Regions from separate parts of the Mus musculus genome. Here regions 1, 3, 4 and 5 are each linked to region 2. A link is a contact called in public targeted proximity ligation data. All regions are on one chromosome and are shown on one strand. The core of a region is the stretch at or near the end of the contact, and the rest is flanking DNA. Distances in the headings are between cores, read along the strand shown. Region 1 holds the start of Tcirg1 (T cell, immune regulator 1, ATPase, H+ transporting, lysosomal V0 protein A3). Region 2 holds the start of 2010003K11Rik (RIKEN cDNA 2010003K11 gene). Region 3 holds the start of Cd248 (CD248 antigen, endosialin). Region 4 holds the start of Chka (choline kinase alpha). Region 5 holds the start of Banf1 (BAF nuclear assembly factor 1).

Region 1 (2,700 bases), core at 117-2,616, 590 kb before region 2:
GGAAACCACAGTCCTGTCCCCAGCTTGGGAAAGGAAAGAATTCAGATGGTAGTCAAGGGCTTCAGAAGAGCCAGGCCCTGCACAGGCAGGGGTGAGCAGGGAGGGCTGGGTGCACAGAGCCAGGGACTAAGTCTCTAGGGTCCTCCCCAAATTGTAAGCAGCTATGTGACACTGGGTAAGTCACTTGCCCTCTCTGGGCCTGTTTCCTCTTTGATTGAATTGGCCACCCCTGGCAGGAAAGATGTGAGTGAGGAGATAAACGAAAAATCAGACTCCCCACATCTTACTTCTTTCTATAAACACCCCTTCCCCCCAATTCCTAGTGGACAACCCAGCCTTACGATTTTTTTGTTTGTCCGTTTTTCAAGAAAGGATTTCTCTGTGTAGCCTTGACTGTCCTGGAACTGGCTCTGGGGATCAGACTGGCCTTGAACTCAGAGATCAGCCCACCTCTGCCTCCTGAGTGCTGGGATTAAAGGCTTGTGCTACCACCACTCCTCCTATCCTGGCCTTAATTTATAAATGGGCCAACCCAGGTGGAGTAAGGTGAAGTCTAAGGTCACATGGCCAACTAGAACCACACCACAGAGGGGTCTGTCCCAGACAGAGGGACGCTGCTCTGACTTGGCACATCCTGCCTAGTCCCAGCGCCATAACCACCAGCACTCGGGTGCTCCAGCCAAGGGATGCTAGACATGTACATGCAAGACAAACGGAAGTTCCCCCATGCTCCCTGCAGACAGTCCACATTACATACCTTGATTTTGTTACTAGGTCCTGTCCTGTAATCTGCGAGCTAGACCCACACACACCACTCGCGATCTGGCCTTCCCCTGAGGCCCCGGTGTTCTGCCTTACTCCTGCACCCCCTTTCCTAGTCTTCCTTCAACCCCTGCCTTTTCTCCCAGACCCTGCTCTTCGGAGGATGAGGAGAGGGGCTGGAGTCTGCCTTGAGCCCGGCCACTTCCTAGTAGGATGGCTTCCGTTTCCTCATCTGTAGAATGGGTCCCTCGTTCAGAGCCAGACGCAGCAGGGGCCTCCATGAGCTCAGGCTCTGAAGTTTCCCGGAGCTAGCAACCTATCCTCTGCTTCTCCTTGCGGCCTGCCTGCATCCCAGACTGCCTGACACGGTCGCGTGGCCTCTGAGTTGCCTCCACCCGGAGTCGGGCAGGGCGCCTGGACCCTTGTCCAGGCGGAGGAAGAAGCAGTTGGTAGGCAGGGCTGGGGTTCCTCAGTTTAGCAGGACACTCACCCAGGTGGACTCTTCGCTCAACTTCGGCTTAGGATCTGAGCCCGCCCTCCGGCCAGTGCAGCTCACTCCAGCTTCGAAATACCGGAGTGGGTGTGGCCTGTGACGGCCTGCCCACTGCCCGCCCTGTCCCGCCCCCCACTGAGTTCGGGCGCGGGGTGGGGGTGGGGGTGAGGGCGGTGTCTGGACGCCCCGGAATCGTTTAATCCCGGGAATCGGGAGATAACCGACAAAAAAATCCCGATAATCGGGAGATGACAGGTAGGACCTTAAGGATAGGCCACCTTCACCTTCCTAGTACGTACAATCTGCTTCAAGCTACTTCGCTATTGTGCAAGATCGGCTGCTACCCAACCTCACCCAGCTCAGACTATGCTGGGTAAGGGTGGGCCCACGCTATGGGCCCCTCTCCACTGGCAGCAGGGTGTTGGTTGGGCCAGTCTCTGCGGAGGAACTTGACCCAGGAGCCTGGAGACTCCAGAAGTGCCTCAACCTCCTTCCTAGCCCTTGAGGTATGGAAACTGGGATTCAGGACCATTCAGCTGCCTGTACTTTGGACAGGCTGGACTGTACCCAATGGGGACCAGAGGGACAAGGGGCCCCTCAGCTGTGCTGACCCTTGAGCCCCATTCAATAAACAAGGGCTCTAATGTGTGGGGGGAGTATAGAATGGAAGCCTAAGGCAACCTGAAAACTGAGTCGAAGTGGGTAGGTATCCCCAGAAAACAGGTATGACATGGGTCTGAGGTGACTTGGTGAGGACCCTCACACAAGTGTACCAGGGGGCACAAGCCAGTGCTCTTCACTGTGGGGGAACAGACAACAGACGGGCCATAAAGCTGTAGTTGTGAATACAGTAGAAGTGTACATAAGAATAGGAGAACCAAGCTAGCAGCAGTCCCGTCCCCCCCCCCACACACACAATGTGTGTGTGCCCACACAGGGTCGGGGTAGAGGTGAGGGCGGTGTCTGAAACGGTAACAAGTATAACACCCACACTTGGGAGGAGTCAGAGAACTTAGTGGGCAAAGGGGATGTAGTAGCCAGAGGCAAGGCCAGCTCAGAGGCAGCAGGACCTATGTCATTCCCTTGTGACTGTCACCCCCTAGCAAGCTTCCTGTTCCCCAAAGGACACCCTGACCTTAGGGATGTTGGGTGCAAGTGTGCGGCTACACTCCCCGTGCAGGCACCCATGGAGGCCTGAGGTGAGCAGCAGGAATTTTCCTCAGTTGGCCACCTGTTGCACTCAGTTTTTGAGCCAGTCTCTCTCACTGAACCTGAAACTTGCCATTTTGATTAAGTTTGGCTAGCCAGGGACTCTGGGATCCACTTGACTCCATCCTCCAGCAGAGGGTCACAGACATGTGGCCACACTAAGCTTTTCTGTGCAATCTCAGGATAAGAATAACTCATTTACTCAGCCTCCTTCCTACTCAGCCTCCTCCTGAGGC
Region 2 (2,700 bases), core at 46-2,545:
GCCAGGTATTTCCTCTTCAGGCCTATGGAGATCTTTGCTAAGAGATAGGTGCCAGAACCAAGAAGAGCAGCCACATGGGGGCTTTGAATGATCTGGTGGCAGAGGCCTCCTTGGGTCACAAGACAAAGTTCAAAAGCTGGAGCAGTTCAGAGTCCAGAAAAGCCATGCAGGGGCAGATGAAAAGACACAGGAGCAGAGCCGGTGGAGTGAGGGACAGTCACAGCAGCTTTAGTTGTTGGTGTCCAACAAGGTCTCTGGGGAGGCTGGTTGACTCAGGGTCACACTGGGGAAGCTGGCGACAAAACTCCTCCACCTTCTTTTCACATGCTGGAAGACCAAAGTAGGAGAAACATCATAGCAGTGGCTTCAAGTGGTGTTCCACTCACAGCCACCAGGTGGGGGTAGAGCCATGAAAGAGAAGCTAAACTCCTGGGGGGAGGGGAGACCCTTCCCCCTGGGACGAAGGGCCAGGAGGGGTGGGGCAAATCTACTCTTCATCCTGTGTGAGAGGTACAGACGGTAATTTGCCAGAAGTTGCATTGGCCAATCTGCCTGCCTCCTGCTCTAGTCACCCTTGCAACATAGTATTACATTAATCATCTTAATACAGCTCTCAGAGCCTTGTGTGGTAATATATGCCTGCACTCCCAGCACTCAGAACACTGAGTAGGATCAAGAGTTCCAGGCCACTCTGGGCTACTTATCGAGACCCCATCTCAAAACAGAAACAGCTCTGACCATATTCCACCCAGACCCCATTTGCCCACCCTCCTCCAACCTTCAGTGAATCCCCAGTGCCCACAGGGGTGAGGGGAATCACAACTGCTTTTAGTCAAATGCATTCAATTCCTGGGTATTTTGCTTGGCTTTCCTCAGGTCAGCTGTGCTCTTAACCCTTTGCTGCCCGGAGTCCCCACCCTTCCCCATGAAAGTGATAATTCAGTTTGAAGCCACACCTGCTGGTACTGTCTCAGCCACCGCCGGCTGCCTCCTCCTCTCTGGCCTTGGATCAGCTGTTCTTTGTCTCCCAGGGTCCCTGGCAGCCGCTCCTGGACAGAGACCTCCAGCCCTTCCGTGCCATCGGGGACCTGCGACCTGGACTTCTCACGGCCCAGTCTGAGGCTCAGTGCTCTGTGGAGTCGGCCATCCAGAGACCTCCCCTGGGACTCATGGAGCCTCCCATAGGAGGGCCGGGGTTCTCTAAAGGACTGGCTACGCAGGCTGGTCCCCATGATCCTAGAAGCTAGCACTGGTCGGTAAGCCACTAGCTTTGTGAGATGGCCTGGTGCCTTCACTCATATGATGGGAGATCACCTGTAGACAAAGGTCAGTGCTGCTGAGGTGGCTGTCATAAACCAAAGGGCAGGCCACAGAGGCCAAATATCTCTGAGTCATTCTCTCCATTGACTTCTCACCCTGTGGGACTATACAGCGCAGGCTGGCTTCCAGCTCGGGATCCTTCTGAATGCTAGGCTGGTTCCTATTGTCTTCCCTCCTCCCTCCAGACAGCCTTCTCTGACCACACCACCCTGGAGACCTTGCCGGCCTCCTCTGGCCTTGGCCTTGGCTGGCCGTACCACTCATCTCATTGACATTAAGCAAAGATTACTTCTACAACAGGACAGAGAACAGAATAGCTTCATTCTACAACAGTCAAAACCGTAACTACCAGGGTGAAATCGGGTAAGGCAGGGGCTGGACAGTGGACGGTACTTGTTTTCATGGCTCCAGACCTTCAGTTTTACAAGGTGAAAAGTGCTCTGGAGGTCAGCGGCACACATCCAAAATCGTGACCTGCAGGGGCTGGGGGGACGGCTCACTCATAAAGTGCTTGCTGCACAGGATCTGGGTTGGGTTCCCTGGTACCCCTGTGGAAAGGTGGATATGCATCTGTCATCCCAGACCTGGGAGAGACAGGAAACTCTCTGGGACTTGCAGTCCCTGTCTGAGCTGCATTGGTGAACTCCTGACCCAGTGGGACACACTGTCTCAAAAACTAAGGGGAAGGAGTGGTCGAGTGGGTACAGGCACTTGCTGACAAGCCTGACAACCTGAGTTTGATCCTTGGGATTCACCTGGTGGAGAGAACTGGCTGCCACAGGCTTTCCTCTCTCCACCACACATGCGCTGTGGCTCTCAAGAACACACAATACACACACACACACACACACACACACACACACACACACACAAATAAATGTAATTTGAAAATGTAAAAAGGTGAGGCCAGGCAAGGTGGCTCATTCAGTGCTCATGCCAGGGGAATTTCTGTGAGTTTCGGCCAGCCTGGTCTACACAGCTAGTTCCTCTCTCAAAAACTAAGAGGAAAAAAATTAAAGGTAGAGAATGACAGAGGAAGACACTTAGTGTCAACTTCTAGATTACACACATGTGTGCGAGTGTACACACACACACATAATCCCTTCACACACCATACAGAGACACAAAGAAAAAAATGACCTATAGTAAATATTATCTCAGTGCCAGACTTTTGTCTTAGACAGGGTCTTATGTTGCCCAGATGGGCCTCGCTATGTGGCAGAGGATGATCTCGAATTCCTGATCTCTGCCCTCCTCCACCTCCTGAATTCTTGGATTACAAGTATGGGTCACCATGCCTTGTGTAGACAGTGCTGGGGATGGAACACTGATGCTTGTGCACGCTAGGCAAGCACTGTGCCAACTCTGCTACATCCTCAG
Region 3 (2,700 bases), core at 86-2,585, 570 kb after region 2:
GCTACACAGAGAAACCCTGTCTCAGAAAACCAAAACAAACAAACAAACAAACAAAAAACCCCAAGGGTATAAAAGGATTACCTGGTGTTGGGTGACTGTAGTACCTGCTACTTAGAATCCAGGAGTTTGGAATAGCCTTGGCAACAGAGCAAACTCCATCTCTTAAAAATAAATAAATAAATAAATAAAGGTAAAAAGAGAATGCAGGGGTTAATCCTTCACACAGAATCCCAGGGCCACCCTGGGTGCCTGGCCCAGTGTGCAAACCTCCAGAGGCCTCCAGGAAGGGCTGGAAGAGGACCCTGGGAGTAAGGAGGACAATGTGATGCCTGTGTCACACTTACTATCCTGTTGTGTCCCCATGCCCATACATGGTCTTGCACAGGTCCCCTCATAGCAGCCGTGCTCACCCTGAGCAGAGCTCAGTCTCCACAGAGCCCAGAGTCATGCACCCTGCCTTCCTGCAGCAGAAGCCTGGAGAGGCATTTCCTGTTAGGGGGCAGCCTCCTCCCGCTCTAAGCCCAGGTTCCCAGGGCCCCTGACTGAGCCAGGGTAAGGAGAGAGCAGGCCTTGGCCTCCTCCCCCCTCCCTAACCCCTAATGCTGGTCCTGCTGGAGCCAAAAAAACTTGGGAGTGAGGTAGGCTGAGCGAAGGGCTCATCAAATACGTGTCTGGTTGAGGTGGTTCTCAAGGAGGTTATCAAGTTGATTCTCACGCAGGGCCCAGGCAGGAATGGGTGGGGCCTCATCGTTGAGACCGTTTAGCAGGCCACATCATCCTAGCTTATCCACCTAAGGGCATACACAGCATGTCAGGAGAGCTGCGTGTGTGAGGCTGGGGTTTGGCGGCCTTAGATAGGGTGTCAGAGAAGATGCTCTTGCCAGGCTTGGAAGGAGTCGTTCACATATGTGTGATGAGAAAGGGCTGGCCCGATCAAGTCGTTGAGCTCAGAATGCAGCCAGTATACTGATACTGGTGAATCCAGATCCCGGCTTTCGGGAGTCTCTCTGGAAGACAGCTTCACCCCAGCTGCCTTAGCTGCAAACAACGCTGAAGTTTCAGAGGGTTGACTGGGGATGCTTCTCAGACAGACAGGTTCCCTTTTCCCTGACTCTCAGCTCTGTAACGCCTGAGGTAGCCCGTTAGTTGTACCTCCCCCCTCCTCTGCCCTTCGCCTCTCACCCCAGAACCCCCCCCACCCCACTGCTTCCTGCTCCAGCAGCCCCCGGGGAGCTAGCAGGGGAGCTGGCAGCGGCCCCAGCCCACTCCTTACAAGGCGTGAGTCCGCCGGGCCCGCCCCCGGCCCTCCCGCCAGAGGCCTTGATCCCTCCCCCTGTCAAGAGCAGCGGCAGGCCCGAGCCGGGCCAGTCGGGGGGCGTCGCGATGCTGCTGCGCCTGCTGCTGGCCTGGGTGGCCGCGGTGCCCGCACTGGGCCAGGTCCCCTGGACGCCGGAGCCTCGAGCCGCGTGCGGCCCCAGCAGCTGCTACGCGCTCTTTCCCCGGCGCCGCACATTCCTGGAAGCTTGGCGGGCGTGCCGCGAATTGGGGGGCAACCTGGCCACACCGCGGACCCCAGAGGAGGCCCAGCGTGTGGACAGCCTGGTGGGGGTCGGGCCGGCCAACGGGCTGCTATGGATTGGGTTGCAGCGGCAGGCTAGGCAATGCCAGCCGCAGCGCCCACTGCGGGGCTTCATATGGACCACGGGAGACCAGGACACCGCCTTCACCAACTGGGCCCAGCCGGCTACGGAAGGACCCTGCCCAGCCCAGCGCTGTGCAGCCCTTGAGGCCAGCGGAGAGCATCGCTGGCTCGAAGGCTCGTGCACACTGGCTGTCGATGGCTACCTCTGCCAGTTTGGTTTTGAGGGTGCCTGCCCTGCCTTGCCGCTTGAGGTGGGTCAGGCCGGTCCCGCTGTCTACACCACACCCTTCAACCTGGTTTCCAGCGAGTTCGAATGGCTGCCCTTTGGCTCCGTGGCAGCTGTGCAGTGCCAAGCTGGCAGGGGAGCTTCTCTGCTGTGCGTGAAACAGCCTTCAGGTGGCGTGGGCTGGTCCCAGACTGGCCCGCTGTGCCCAGGGACTGGCTGTGGTCCTGACAATGGGGGTTGCGAACATGAGTGTGTGGAAGAGGTGGACGGTGCTGTGTCCTGCCGCTGCAGTGAAGGCTTCCGTCTAGCAGCAGATGGGCACAGTTGTGAAGACCCCTGTGCCCAGGCCCCCTGTGAGCAGCAGTGTGAACCTGGAGGGCCACAAGGCTATAGCTGCCACTGTCGCCTTGGCTTCCGGCCAGCTGAGGATGATCCACACCGCTGCGTGGACACGGATGAGTGCCAGATTGCTGGTGTGTGCCAGCAGATGTGTGTCAACTATGTTGGTGGCTTTGAGTGTTACTGCAGCGAGGGTCACGAGCTTGAGGCAGATGGTATCAGCTGTAGCCCTGCAGGAGCCATGGGTGCCCAGGCTTCCCAGGATCTCAGAGATGAGTTGCTGGATGATGGAGAAGAAGGGGAGGATGAAGAGGAGCCCTGGGAGGACTTTGATGGCACCTGGACAGAGGAACAGGGGATCCTATGGCTGGCACCTACACATCCACCTGACTTTGGCCTGCCCTATAGGCCCAACTTCCCACAGGATGGAGAGCCTCAGAGATTGCACCTGGAGCCTACCTGGCCACCCCCACTTAGTGCCCCCAGGGGCCCC
Region 4 (2,700 bases), core at 64-2,563, 650 kb before region 2:
ATTTGCACTCCTTCCCCCGCCCCCCCCCCCCCACTCCCCAGACAGTCTCACTATGGAACTTGGGCTGTCCTGAAACTTACTGTGTAGACTAGGCTGGTCTTCAGCCCATAGAGATCTGGCCTCTGCCTCTGTGCCTCTCAAGTGCTGGGATTAAAAGCATGTGCCATTATGCACAGATTATTTGCACTCTTTTGTTCAGTAAGATCACTTTTGGGGGAGTAAGTCCAGATAAGTACCTACCTACTCTTTTTGAAGAGTTTTTGGCTTCCAGCAGACTGTGAAAACCCACAAAGAAGCCATTTTCTGCATGCTGGGGTATAGCTAGAAAGAAATCTCTCTTTCTAGCTATACCCCACAACACAGACCTGTAGTTTTATATTCTTTGTAGCCTCAATTACTTCCTGGAAGGACTGAATGATGAGACCAAAGAATGAGGCAATGTGTGGGCATACAGCATAGGGGCCTTGGCCCCCTTCCATGCCCTAGGGCAAAGGTACATTAGTCATGGTCACGCGACTGGACAGCCCGGAAGAGGGGGGGGGCAGATGACAGCATCCACAAAGCCAGGAATCGCGAACCAAGCACCTTTGGCCGGCAATTCTGGAGGCCGTTGAGGCCAGTCTGTTAGGAAGATGTCCTGAGAATCTAGCTGACATCCTCAGCACCACGGACAGGGAAACTGAGGCTGCAGGCACGTAGAGGGGGAGGCTTCTCTCTGAGCGGAGAGCGCAGCCAGCTGGCAAGTGGGTGTGTGGCCTTGACCCAATCTCTTTTTGATATTAGACCTGCAGATGGATAACGCCTCCGGCCAGGAGTTGTATTGGGCATGGAAGCATCTCGAACAGGGCCTCGGAAATGTTGTAAAAACACACCCACAGAGCTCCTTTGGGAGCTGCCTTGCCCTAAGGTCACGCGGAAAGAGCAGCCAGCCTCCAGACACCATTTTCCTGCAAAGTCCCCGGGGCCTTTCAAATCATCACTTTCAGACCTGGGGGCGTCTAAGGAAAGTTTCCCTTTCAACATCCACTCTAGGGTCTGCCAAAGCTGCAGAAGCCTCGCCTCTCCTGCCCTAAGAGGCTCGAGTCCGCAAAGGCGCCACCTTGTGAGTGCAGGCAATTGAGATAGCCTTTACAGGACCCTCGCGACCCCTAGACAAGGCCCCGCCCCCGGTGCGCCGACCCCTCCCTCATCGTGGACTCACCGCCTGAGCCTAGGAGGGGCTGTGCCGCAGCCAATGGGAAAGCGGCGTGGCGAGGGTGGCGGCGGTTGTGATGCGCCAAAGCGTCCAATCAGCGGCGAGCGCGGGGGCGGGCGGTGACGCTGGGCTCTCCGCGTGCAGCGCTGTAAAGGAGCGAGCGCCGCGGCCCCCTATAGCAGTCGCCTGCCGTCAGCCTCCCGCGCTCGTCTCTCGTTACTGCTGCCTGACGTCCATTGCTGCCTCTCCCCGCCGTCGCCGACGTCGCCTCCCCGCGCGCTCCCACAACCGCCGCCCGGCCGGTCAGTGAAGCCGGCGAGCCATTCCCCGCGCCGGCCCCCAGAGGCGGGCATCCAGCCGGACCCTGAGTGTGGCCCTCTCGTGCTGTGGCCGCCCGCGCCTTCTCGGCCGCTTGTCCAGCATGAAAACCAAGTTCTGCACCGGGGGCGAGGCCGAGCCGTCGCCTCTCGGGCTGCTGCTGAGCTGCGGTGGCAACGCTGCCCCGACGCCCGGCGTAGGGCAGCAGCGGGACGCCGCAGGCGAGCTGGAGTCCAAGCAGCTTGGTGGCCGAACCCAACCTCTCGCGCTGCCGCCGCCGCCGCCGCCGCCCCTGCCGCTGCCCCCGCCGCCATCACCGCCGCTAGCGGACGAACAACCCGAGCCCCGGACCAGGCGCAGGGCCTACCTGTGGTGTAAGGAATTCCTGCCCGGAGCCTGGCGAGGCCTTCGCGAGGACCAGTTCCACATCAGTGTCATCAGGTCAGTGGCTGCGGCACCGCGCGGTGGTGGTGGGGGCGGTGGGGGGTGAGGCTGGAGGGCGGGGCGGGGCGGCGGCTTGGGTAGAGGTGATCGCCGCGCCGGTGTCCGGAGCACAAACCCCGCAGCGCGGAAGGCCGCCTGCGGGCGAGCTTTGAGAAAATGTGTGCTGGGTTGCCGTCCCTTGCGGAAGAACAATACTATGTAGTTATACAAGCACATTCTGTACCAAAGCTCAAAATAGATGTGTCTAGGAAGCCGTTTCTCTGCGAGGGCCTTGAATGAAAAAAGGGATGTTGTTCCCAGCACTCGGGAAGCAGAAGCAGGCGGATTTCTGAGTTCGAGGCCAGCCTGGTCTACAAAGTGAGTTCCAAAACAGCCAGCTCTACAGAGAGAAACCCTGTCTCGAAAAACGAAAAAAAAAAAAAAAAAAAAAGGAAAGAAAAGAAAAGAAAGAAAAGAAAAAGGGATGTTGTGGCTGGGCTTTAGAAAAAGAGGGAGGAGCCGGGCGTGGTGGCGCAAGCCTTTAATCCCAGCACTCCGCAGGCAGAGGCAGGCGGATTTCTGAGTTCAAGGCCAGCCTGGTCTACAGAGTGAGTTCCAGGACAGCCAGGGCTACACAGAGAAACCCTGTCTCGAAAAAACAAACAAACAAAAAAAAAAAAAAAAAAAAAAAGAAAAGAAAAAGAAAAAGAGGGAGGAAAAATCCCCGGGGAACTTTTCCTTGTAGTACTTCTAGTCTGTAGTTT
Region 5 (2,700 bases), core at 40-2,539, 870 kb after region 2:
TAGTTTCATTTTCGTGATATTTAAAACACACAAAAGGGCAGGGGACAGTGAGCCACACCTTTAATCCTAGCACTGAGAAGCCCTGTCTCAACAAAACACAAAAATGAAGGAGGCACCATGCCTCCCCAGGTACCCCCCAAACATGTGTGGGCCTCACTCCCAATCTGCGTGGTACCACCTGTTGCCAACCTTCGCTCCTACCCCTCCCTGGCATTTGCAGCCCCCCCACACCTTGTCAAAGCCCCTTTCCTCCAGCCTCTTGCTCAGGACGTCACCAATCCCGGCCAGGCTCCCCACTGGCTTTTCCCCCATGGGCTCTGCCACGAAGTCTCGGTGCTTTTGGGAGGTTGTCATCGTGATCAGGCTTAACCTGGGAATCCCCCCCGCCAAAAAAAAAAAAAAAAAAAAAAGAAAAGTAGGTTAGGGCTGAAGACCACAAGTCCCAAGGGCAATATCCTACCACAGCTACTGTGGCTGCTCCCTTGAGTCCCCCCAACCCATCCCCGGCTATTCGGAAATTTCCACTTTCCGTGGGTCCTGGTTTTGGGTATATTGGATATATCAGCTTGCACTAGCTGGTGGCGCACCTAAGGCAACAGAGCGACTCCCAGACTCAGTAGTCAAGGTCCGCCCTGAAGCCCTCACAGCCCGCGACCCTGGCTACACAGACACTGACCCCGTTGGGAACTAACACGTGGTAGGAACAGCACGCGGCTCTCGCCAGCCTCGCCGCCCTCACTCGGGCTGCCGGCCTCTTCCACGCCTCTCAGGTCCCGCAGGCCCCGCCCTGAGGCCCCGCCCCGCTCCGAGCGCCCCGCCCCCTCCACGCGCCGCCACCCGGACACACCGCGCATCGCCCCTCCCGCAGACTCGGGCTGCCCCGCTGCAAAGGCGCGCCTCCGCGATGGATTCCCCTCCCTCCCGCCTCTGCGCGCCGCCACCGCACGCCAGCCGGAGCACCACTCCGCTTCTCACGCTCACCGGAGGCTCCGGCTCTGGTAACGGCTCCTCGCGCCACTCGGCCGCTCCCGCCCAGACCTCAAGCTACGAGACGGTTCCTCGACTTCCGCTTCCGGGTCGTTTTATGCGCGACCTTCAAAACTAATCCCCAAACTGGGCAGGTCTAGCTACCCGGAGCCATAGAGTTGACGCGCAATCGCCAGCCGCGGCGCCCACGGGGGTCGCTGTTTTCCGGTTCCTCTCAAGAAGCCATCCGGCTTTCGATGGCTTTTGTTTCTCCAGCGGCCCTTCCGGTCTGTGGGATCGAGACCTCCGAGGAGAATGCGTTTTCCTGCCCCGCACTCGGAACTTAGGCTTGCCTCACTTGATGGAGGGAAGAGTTAAAGGGACGGACGAAGAGGGGGCGGGAAATCCGGAGGACCTCTGAGCGCCCCGGAATCGCAATTCCCGGCGCGGTTTCCTCAGGTCTGTCACCTCAGACCGGCAGACGGGAGGGAGGAACAACGGAGGATTGGGGCCGAGCGTCCAGACCGGCGTTACCGTCGGGGCCACCTGCAGGTCACAGTTGTTTGCTCTTTGGTCCCTCGCTGTCGAGGCGCGTCGTGGACGAGCTACTGTCGCCGTCAACCTGGAAAGCGGAGCGTGCTGGTGTGGCGCCGAGCGGGTGAGTTCCGTGGGCAGCTCTCGTGCTGGGCGCCGCGTCGGTCGCTCCGTGCCTGGGATGTGTCGGGAGGCCGTCGTTGTGTGGCTCTCCTGCCTTGGGTGTTGAAGCCTGTGGCGGAACGCAGCTCACCTTAGATTTCGCTCAGAGAGCTTGGCGGGATGACCGATCGGCCTGGGAGGGGGAGGCGTCGCCGTCCTAACAGGACTGAGACGTAGGACTCAGGGCTTGCCCTGTGCTGGGTAGTTTCCGTGATCTCGCCGATTTACTTAGTTTTTCTTTGTTATTGAGAGGGCCGGCCCCGTGCTCCGTGGGTTGGGATTAGTGTTGAGATCGAAGGCTTGAGCCACCCTGACGTCTCAGCTGACACTATAAAACCTGTGTTTCCTGGTTTGGTTTGTTTTTTTTTTAAAGATGTCCCCCATGGGTGGTGTTGTGAGTGCCCTCGGAAGCCAGAAGAGGGCGGTGGATGCCCTTGAATTGGAGTTAAAGGTGGTTGTGAACCATCTGATGTGGGTGCTGGCTCATAGGACATCTCCCTGGCCCTTGAAGGTCCTGCTTGTTTGTTTTTGGTTTACGGTCTCCCTATGTAGACTAGGTTGGCCCAGGACTCAACAAATTTCTGCCTACCTCTCCCTCCCAAGTGCTAAGAATAAAGATATACACCAGCACCTGGCTAAGTCTGTGATTTGTCTTTCAATGATTTCATTCATGTTTTATGTGTATTAGTGTTTTTACCTGCATGTGTGTCTCAAAAGAGGGCGTTGAATCCCCTGTGGCTGGAAACCATACCTGGTTCTCTGCCAGAGCAGCAAGTCCTGCTGTCCCCTAAAGTGCATGTTTTTAACAGGGCGAGGTGGCACTTTTTCGTATAAGGCTGCTTCTCTTGAAAGCAGTCCTGGCTTCTAAGGCTGGCATCCAAATAATTCTGGAAGAAGAACTGACAGTCTGTGCACCCTAACAACCCTGGACAGAAACCAGCATGTCTCAGGCCAGCAAGAGGAAGCATGTGGTGCAGGAGGTGCTGGGGGAGCACATGGTGCCTTCTGACCACCAGCAAATAGTGAAAGTGAGTGCCG

The links.
Region 1: a contact with region 2 is called in a targeted proximity ligation map of pancreatic cancer cells. A contact is called at or near these places in 1 of 484 Hi-C or Micro-C datasets (CD4 T cells) and 2 of 130 datasets of targeted methods (memory CD8 T cells and pancreatic cancer cells).
Region 3: a targeted proximity ligation map of the 230-238 cell line shows a contact between it and region 2, with 2.9 times the contacts expected there. A contact is called at or near these places in 3 of 39 promoter capture datasets (cranial neural crest, pre-B cells and stem cell-derived epiblast-like cells), 4 of 130 datasets of targeted methods (the 230-238 cell line, craniofacial prominence, embryonic stem cells and 1 more) and 1 of 9 other capture datasets (liver).
Region 4: a contact with region 2 is called in a targeted proximity ligation map of pancreatic cancer cells. A contact is called at or near these places in 1 of 39 promoter capture datasets (pre-B cells) and 1 of 130 datasets of targeted methods (pancreatic cancer cells).
Region 5: a contact with region 2 is called in a targeted proximity ligation map of pancreatic cancer cells. A contact is called at or near these places in 2 of 130 datasets of targeted methods (bone marrow-derived macrophages and pancreatic cancer cells).

Annotation. Positions count from the first base shown.
Region 1 is chr19:3,905,767-3,908,466 of GRCm38.p6, forward strand. Tcirg1 (T cell, immune regulator 1, ATPase, H+ transporting, lysosomal V0 protein A3) reads right to left here and starts at 1,367. Exons shown (of 20, transcript NM_001136091.2): 1 at 1,253-1,367.
Region 2 is chr19:4,497,288-4,499,987 of GRCm38.p6, forward strand. It overlaps 2010003K11Rik (RIKEN cDNA 2010003K11 gene), which reads right to left and starts at 1,296. Exons shown (of 2, transcript NM_027237.2): 1 at 957-1,296; 2 at 1-327. The coding sequence starts at 1,232. The coding sequence ends at 229.
Region 3 is chr19:5,066,743-5,069,442 of GRCm38.p6, forward strand. Cd248 (CD248 antigen, endosialin) reads left to right here and starts at 1,336. Exons shown (of 1, transcript NM_054042.2): 1 at 1,336-2,700. The coding sequence starts at 1,384.
Region 4 is chr19:3,850,460-3,853,159 of GRCm38.p6, forward strand. It overlaps Chka (choline kinase alpha), which reads left to right and starts at 1,314. Exons shown (of 12, transcript NM_001271496.1): 1 at 1,314-1,954. The coding sequence starts at 1,617. Gm51271 (predicted gene, 51271) reads right to left here and starts at 357; the gene lies at 308-357.
Region 5 is chr19:5,365,587-5,368,286 of GRCm38.p6, forward strand. It overlaps Banf1 (BAF nuclear assembly factor 1), which reads right to left and starts at 1,290. Exons shown (of 3, transcript NM_011793.3): 1 at 982-1,290; 2 at 232-370. The coding sequence starts at 354. Eif1ad (eukaryotic translation initiation factor 1A domain containing) reads left to right here and starts at 1,227. Exons shown (of 6, transcript NM_027236.2): 1 at 1,227-1,624; 2 at 2,472-2,690. The coding sequence starts at 2,604.